Linked DNA regions of Ovis canadensis: region 2 is linked to region 1. Evidence: chromatin contacts called from public Hi-C data. All regions are on one chromosome and are shown on one strand. Each heading gives the region's core, a stretch centred on a gene start, on an enhancer-like site or on the middle of the called end of the contact. The rest is flanking DNA. Distances are from core to core; before and after follow the strand shown. Region 1 holds the start of TTC19 (tetratricopeptide repeat domain 19). Region 2 overlaps SPECC1 (sperm antigen with calponin homology and coiled-coil domains 1).

The links. A called contact is a pair of places that touch in the nucleus more often than the background predicts.
Region 2: a Hi-C map of fibroblasts shows a contact between it and region 1, with 3 times the contacts expected there. The contact joins the enhancer-like site here to the promoter of TTC19 in region 1. A contact is called at or near these places in 2 of 2 Hi-C or Micro-C datasets (fibroblasts and lung).

Annotation. Positions count from the first base shown.
Region 1 is chr11:41,909,761-41,912,854 of ARS-UI_OviCan_v2, reverse strand. TTC19 (tetratricopeptide repeat domain 19) reads left to right here and starts at 1,421. Exons shown (of 10, transcript XM_069603434.1): 1 at 1,421-1,985; 2 at 2,065-2,177. The coding sequence starts at 1,817. ZSWIM7 (zinc finger SWIM-type containing 7) reads right to left here and starts at 1,720. Exons shown (of 5, transcript XM_069603442.1): 1 at 1,568-1,720. The coding sequence starts at 1,658.
Region 2 is chr11:42,005,301-42,008,394 of ARS-UI_OviCan_v2, reverse strand. SPECC1 (sperm antigen with calponin homology and coiled-coil domains 1) reads left to right here. Exons shown (of 15, transcript XM_069603445.1): 8 at 2,856-3,001. Among named protein-coding and RNA genes, the nearest start is that of ADORA2B, 64 kb to the right of the region's middle. Within about 2 kb of position 1,549, the one cell type or tissue checked has open chromatin away from gene starts, as enhancers often do. A contact at or near this core is called in fibroblasts, where this site is marked.

The DNA of each region.
Region 1 (3,094 bases), core at 172-2,671:
ATTGGTGGCACCAGATGGCTCTGGAGTGGGAATGAAGCAGGAGGGCTAAAATAAGACTGTGAAAGTAAGTTTAAGTTGGAAGGTAGTAGAATACTACTTTAAGATGTCTGAGTAAATATTTCCAACATATAATTCAATAACACCTAGCCAAACTATCAATTAAGTCTCAGGACAGGAGAATATGTGCTCTATAAAATAAGACAGTAAACTGAGAAAAAGAAAACTGTACAGTATACAAAACATTAAGGCTCAAAGTAGGTAAAGGGAATTCCCTAGACAGTAATGGTGGGGGAGATCTCAGGAGAGCACCCTGGAAGCTCTAGAAGAAAATGAAATGGACAAAACACCTCAGCATCTTGAGTAGAGGATTCAGAACACTGCTAAGAGTTTGAAGTTGAATTATGGATGTGTGTGTGTTTGTGTTAGCCACTTAGTCATGTTTGACTCTTTTCGACCCTATGGACTGTAGCCCGCCAGGCTCCTGTCCATGGAATTCTCCAGGCAGGACTACTGGAGTGGGTTGCCATTTCTTTCTCTAGGGGATCTTCCTGACCCAGGGATCAAACCTGGGTCTCCTACATTGCTGGCAGATTCCTTACCATCTGAGCTAAAAGGAAGTTATTGAATTAGGGATAAACATATAGAAAAGTAAACAACCAAACAAATGCAATCATGACAGTTTTGAGAGGAAACAAAAAGTTACAGTAAAGAAGTAGTCATCACTTACTACATGGCTCAGCTGTGACTATATTTTACATCATATAAGTGTAAACTCAGAATACTGATCTAAAGAAAATTATCGTCGAAGGAGGGGGCTCAGGAAGAGTGTATGACTGTCTAAGAACAAAGATTTTTAACTAGAAGAAAATGGCTCTGAAAAACGTGAATCGGTGATAGTAGTCTCTATGAGCCCCAAGCCTCAGGGGCGCCCCCTTCAAGACTCTCACACTGTGCTCTTCACACACAACCCTTTCTGGCAACCAATGTTTGAGCTGTCAACAGACTGGTTTCTCCCCCAAGCTTTTTGGGATTAGAGGATGTTCGAATACCTGGCTCGCCTCATCTTTTAAGCACATGTACTGCTTTAGATTTAACTGAAATGAGAAAAGTTGGCTTCCTCCTCTCAATTCTTTAAAAAACAAGTCAAGGTAAATCCTTTTCAAAGTGCGGTCCTTTGCAAACAAACGCCGCCCAAGTGAACCAGCAAGGTTCACTGAAGCCTAACCGATGTTTTGGATGGTCATTCAGATGGCGGCGGTGGCGCCAGCTCTAACGGGGACGCGCTCTGGCCCCGTGCGCTTGCGGCCAGGGGAGTCTGGTCACAGAGCGTCCTCTGCTGGTCAGAGGAATAAAGGCACAGCCACAGCGTCCAGACCCCTCAAGTCCTGCATCTGGGGCCCTGAAACAGTCACTCGTGCACAGAGGTCAGGAGGGGAACCGTTTGGAACAAACACAGACCGCGGGAAGGAAGGGCTACAGGCGAGTTAAGAGGGCGGAGACCTCCCCAGTGGGCCCGGACCCCCGAACCCCGTCCCGCCGGCGCTGCTTCCCGCGCCCCCGCCCATACTCGGCGCGCCGTCCCGCACAGCCGCCGCCATCTCGCTCAGCAGCTCCTCCACCACAGCTGGTAGCGTGAGAGGCCCAGTCGGAGCCGCCATGGCGGTCCCGCGTTCTCCGGGGCAGGGGAGGAAGGCGAGGTGACGTAGACTTGCGTCCCGGCGCATGCGGGCGGTCCGGCCAGTCGGCGGGCGTTCGGCGCCAGGGGCGGGACTTCCGGAGCCCGTGGCCGCAGTGCGCAGAGGACGCTCTGGGGGCCATGTACCGGCGTCTGGCTGTGGGCCTGGCCGGAGGTCTGTTGCGGGTGGCGGAACGGCGGGGCCGCTGCTACCCGGTGTGCCTGCTGCCCGGGCCGCCGGGAGTTCGGGCGCCGCCGTGCCGAGGGGCGCCGCGCGGCCGAGGCTCGGGCCTACTGCCGCTGCTGGCAGGTGAGGGGTGCAGGCCGGCGGGCCGGGCGGGCCGGGCTGGTTGGGCTGAGCACGGTGACCTCAGTGCCCCTTCCTGCAGCGCTCGCCTGGTCCTCGAGGCCCGCGGCGGCGGAGCAGGAGCGACGGGGCGCGGGCGGGGCTGCAGCCGGGGACGCCGAAGCCGAGATCATCCAGCTGCTGAAGCGAGCCAAGGTGAGGGGCTGCAGCGCGTCCCTCGACTACGGGGACCCGGGTGGACGGAGTCGTGGGGTCCGTGCGTCGGGCGCAGGTGGAGGCGGCGCTGCCGGTTGCGAGGTTGCGAGCGCGGGGAGAAGTGCGCACAGGCTGAGGGGAGCGAGGCGGGCCTCTTCTTCCTGAACGTTTTCCCCTCTTCCCGGGGTGCCGGGTCTCCTCCTTTGCGCTGACCGCCGCCTCATGCCCAACGCGTCCACCCGAGTGCCCGCACACGGCAGGTGCGGCCCGCATGCCAACTCTATTTGAGGCTTCAGCTGACCCAAACGAACCTGTGGTCTTAGGCACCCCTCCGACCCCTTCCCTCAGTACCTCTTCTTTTCTGTAGTCTGCCCCATTCTGAGAACTTGTGTGGTACCTACGTACCACCTCCCATATACCAAGAATCCAGCAACGAATTTTTGTATTTTGCCACCAAATCCAAAATCTCGAACCTGTCGCCTCTTCGGTGTCTCCTCCTGTCGCCCTGGCCACGCTGCCACAGCCTGCAGTCTTGTCTGCCCTGTTGCCCCCTGCCATCCAGGCTTGACAGCAACTGGATCATTTAAATGTAAATCAGCTGGTGTCATTCCGTGCCCACAAGCCTTGATTGACCCGTCACAGCGTTTGTGGTAGAACCCAGACTCCTTGCCCTGGCTGGTGAGACCTATGGTCCCACCCCATTGCCTCCCTACTTGGCAGCGACAGTCACCATCAGTTGACATCTGTTGACTTTCATTGTTTGAGTGGTTCTTGAAAGTCCGTTATCTTCAGTCTGTAGCACCTTCGCTCCTTCCCTGCTCTCTGTTTGGGTCAGTTTCCCCCATAGTTCCTTCCTTAGTTGGCTGTTTTTCTTTTTACCTCAATTTAACTGTCGCTTCCTTGGGCGGCTTCTCTTG
Region 2 (3,094 bases), core at 300-2,799, 95 kb before region 1:
ACAGCTGATGTCCCTGCCTAAGATTAAAGTGCTGATGAGATCAACAGCATTCTTAATGACTGTGTTCTGTAATTCTTCATTTCAGGCTTTGCTTTGTGGCTCCCAAGACACACACATGCACATACCCACACACATGCACACATGTGCAAACACATGCACACACATAGCCGTTACATAATGGGGTAGGTCTTTAGTCTCATAGCATCTCTAATCTACTTAAACTCCTTGCAGGGTTTCCTCACCCTACTTCTTGCTGGCCCAGCCCAGCAGACAAAGTACGGAGCGTTGCCCACCATCCCTGCAGGCAGGCGAGGTGGAAGTGGTTCCAGCATCCTTGCTACTCTTAGGCTTTGGAACGAGTCCTGTATCATCTGATGTTGTGAATCACATAGAAGCTTAAGTAGTTGAAGGGAACACCTCAGCAGAATGTCGGATTCCCCATTTTATTCTTATTAAATTATCAAGGAGTGAAATGAACATGGGCTTTTTAAAACAACCTTCTTTTGTCGGGTGCCCTAAATCTCCCCAGTCCCTGAGAAGGCAGATCATGTACCTAGACGGCTAAGAAGGTGCCCACTTTCTCACATTCCTGAGAATGGCCAGGACAGAAATGAGAGGTTTTCCTCTGCCTGTACCTAACCTGATTGCACTTTTTCTGCATGTTCACCATCTGATTTTGTCCTATGTGACAAAACAGGGAAGGTAACCAAAACCAACCCTATTTGATGTAAAAAAAAAAAAAACAAAAAACCTTACCAATTTCTGAAACACCTGATGATGTTGTTCCGTTGCTCAGTCATATCCAACTCTTTGTGACCCCATGGGCTGCAGCACTCCAGGCTTCCCTGTCCTTCACCATCTCCTAGAGCTTGCTCAAACTCATGTCCATTGAGTTGGTGATGCCATCCAACCATCTCATCTGTTGTCCCCTTCTCTTCCTGCCCTCAATCTTTCCCAGCATCAAGGTCTTTTCCAATGAGTCGGCTCTTTGCATCAGGTGGTCAAAGTATTGGAGCTTCAACATCAGTCTTTCCAATCAACGTTCAGAGTTGATTTCCTTTAGGACTGACTGGTTTGATCTCCTTGCAGTCCAAGGGACTCTCAAGAGTCTTCTCCAACACCACAATACGAAAGCATCAATTCTTCAGCACTCAGCCTTCTTTATGGTCCAGTCTCACATCCGTGCATGACTCTCTGATACTGACTTCACAGAAAAGTCATTTGTTAACTGATTTTTTTATTTTACCTCAAAAGAAGGTAAATACAAAAGTGTAGGGCAGTGTGATTTAAAGTGTGTTTTAAGTTCTGTTTTTCCTAAATTTATCCTACTCACGTTACAGAGCAACAGGAGGAAACTTTGAGAATCAAAGACAAGTCAGTTCAACCACGGAAGCTTCCAAGTAGCCAGATTTCTTTCAAAAAAGATCAGTAAATAAATATTTTAAACTTCCATTGACCTTTTTAAAATATGCTGCCAGAAGTATTCTGAGCTATTCTCATAAATTAGTCATCTTTTTGCAAAACAGCTGTAGCAATTTGATATAATAAAAAGAGCAGTGATTTAGAAATCGGAAGTTGGGCTGTGTCTTGGCTCACGCACAGGGAGGTTAAGTGACAAGCTAACATCCCCTGGATGAGGAAGATTGACCCAGACGGTCTGTCTTTAAGAGGCTCTTCCATGAGTCTGGGGGCTTGCCTGGTAGCTCAGCGGTAAAGAGTTTGCCTGCAATGCAGGAGACCTGGGTTTGATCCCTGGGTCAGGAAGATCCCCTGGAGGAGGAAATGGCAACCCACTCCAAGATTCTTACATGGGAAATCCCGTGGACAGGGGAGCCTGGCGGGCTACAGTCCATGGGGTCACAAAGAGTCAGACATGACTGAGCAACTAAACGACAGTCCGTGAGTCTGTGCTCCAGCTTGGAGACCACAGGGAAGACTGGCCACGATTGTGCAGGAGAGCTCAGGAGAACCACTGCCCCACAGGGAGTTGCAATATTGTTCCAGAGCATGGTTACCATTCCTGTTGCTAGGGGTGGGATGGTTCATGTGTGAGTCAGGACTCTGATGTTCCTGGAGATGGCAGCCTTGTGGGTTTAAGCAGAAGGGACTTGCAGGATTGCTGGGGGCCCCTCTGGAGAAACAGACCCAGGCCTAGCCTCCAGAAACAACTCTGGAAGTTACCACACACACAGCTGGGTTTCTAGGAGAGTGGCTGCCTCCCCTGAATGGGAACCTGACACCAGGAAGCTGCCGGCCCGGTCCGAAGCTGCCACCAGTTTCCAGCAGCGGGAGCACCTTGTCTCTGCTTCCGTCCGTCTCAGCGTAGTGAATGCCCTGTGCCCTGCCTCTCGTCCACAACTCAGGAGTCTACATCTGGCCCAGTCTTCCTGGCCAGTAGGGTCTAAGCCCTTATCTGAGATCTTCCCTGCAGGGGGTGGGCTCCTGAGGTGTCATCTTTCCAGCCTCTGTGCATCAGGTGGGGATTGGAATTCATACAACTCACCAACCTGTTGTATCCACCATGGACAGTAAGATAACTATTTCATGATAAATAACAGTTGTTTTTTTATATATTTATAGTTTACAGAGTAGACATAAATCCTTTTCATTTAGAGCTCACATCAAGTCACTCCATATATAAAAATGCTGTCTCTGGCCATTCCTGAGAAAATGTCTTTGATAAAAATTGAGTGGTTATTTCCTGGAGATGCAAAGCTAATTCAGAGATTAGGATTTTCAGTTTGGGTTTCTCCTCCCAGACTCATTCTTCTCTGCGTTGGCTGTTTTCATCTGTGTCCTTCCCCGAATGGGTACGTCCTCCAGCTTTTCAACCTGATTTACTCTTTGCCGTGCAGACCAGTGAAGGAAGAGCCCGAGCCCTCGGAGGCGGATGCTCCTGGCCGGTGGCCCAGCACCTACATGAACAGGACTCCTCCAACACCTTCAGAGTCTGCAACCACCGTGAAGTCCCTCATCAAGTCATTTGACTTGGGACGACCAGGTATTGTGTCATTTTGTTTGATAAGCAAAACTCAAATTCAGACCATAGCCTCATGGATCCAGCCTGTCTCCGCTGCCCTGGCCCCACATTGGT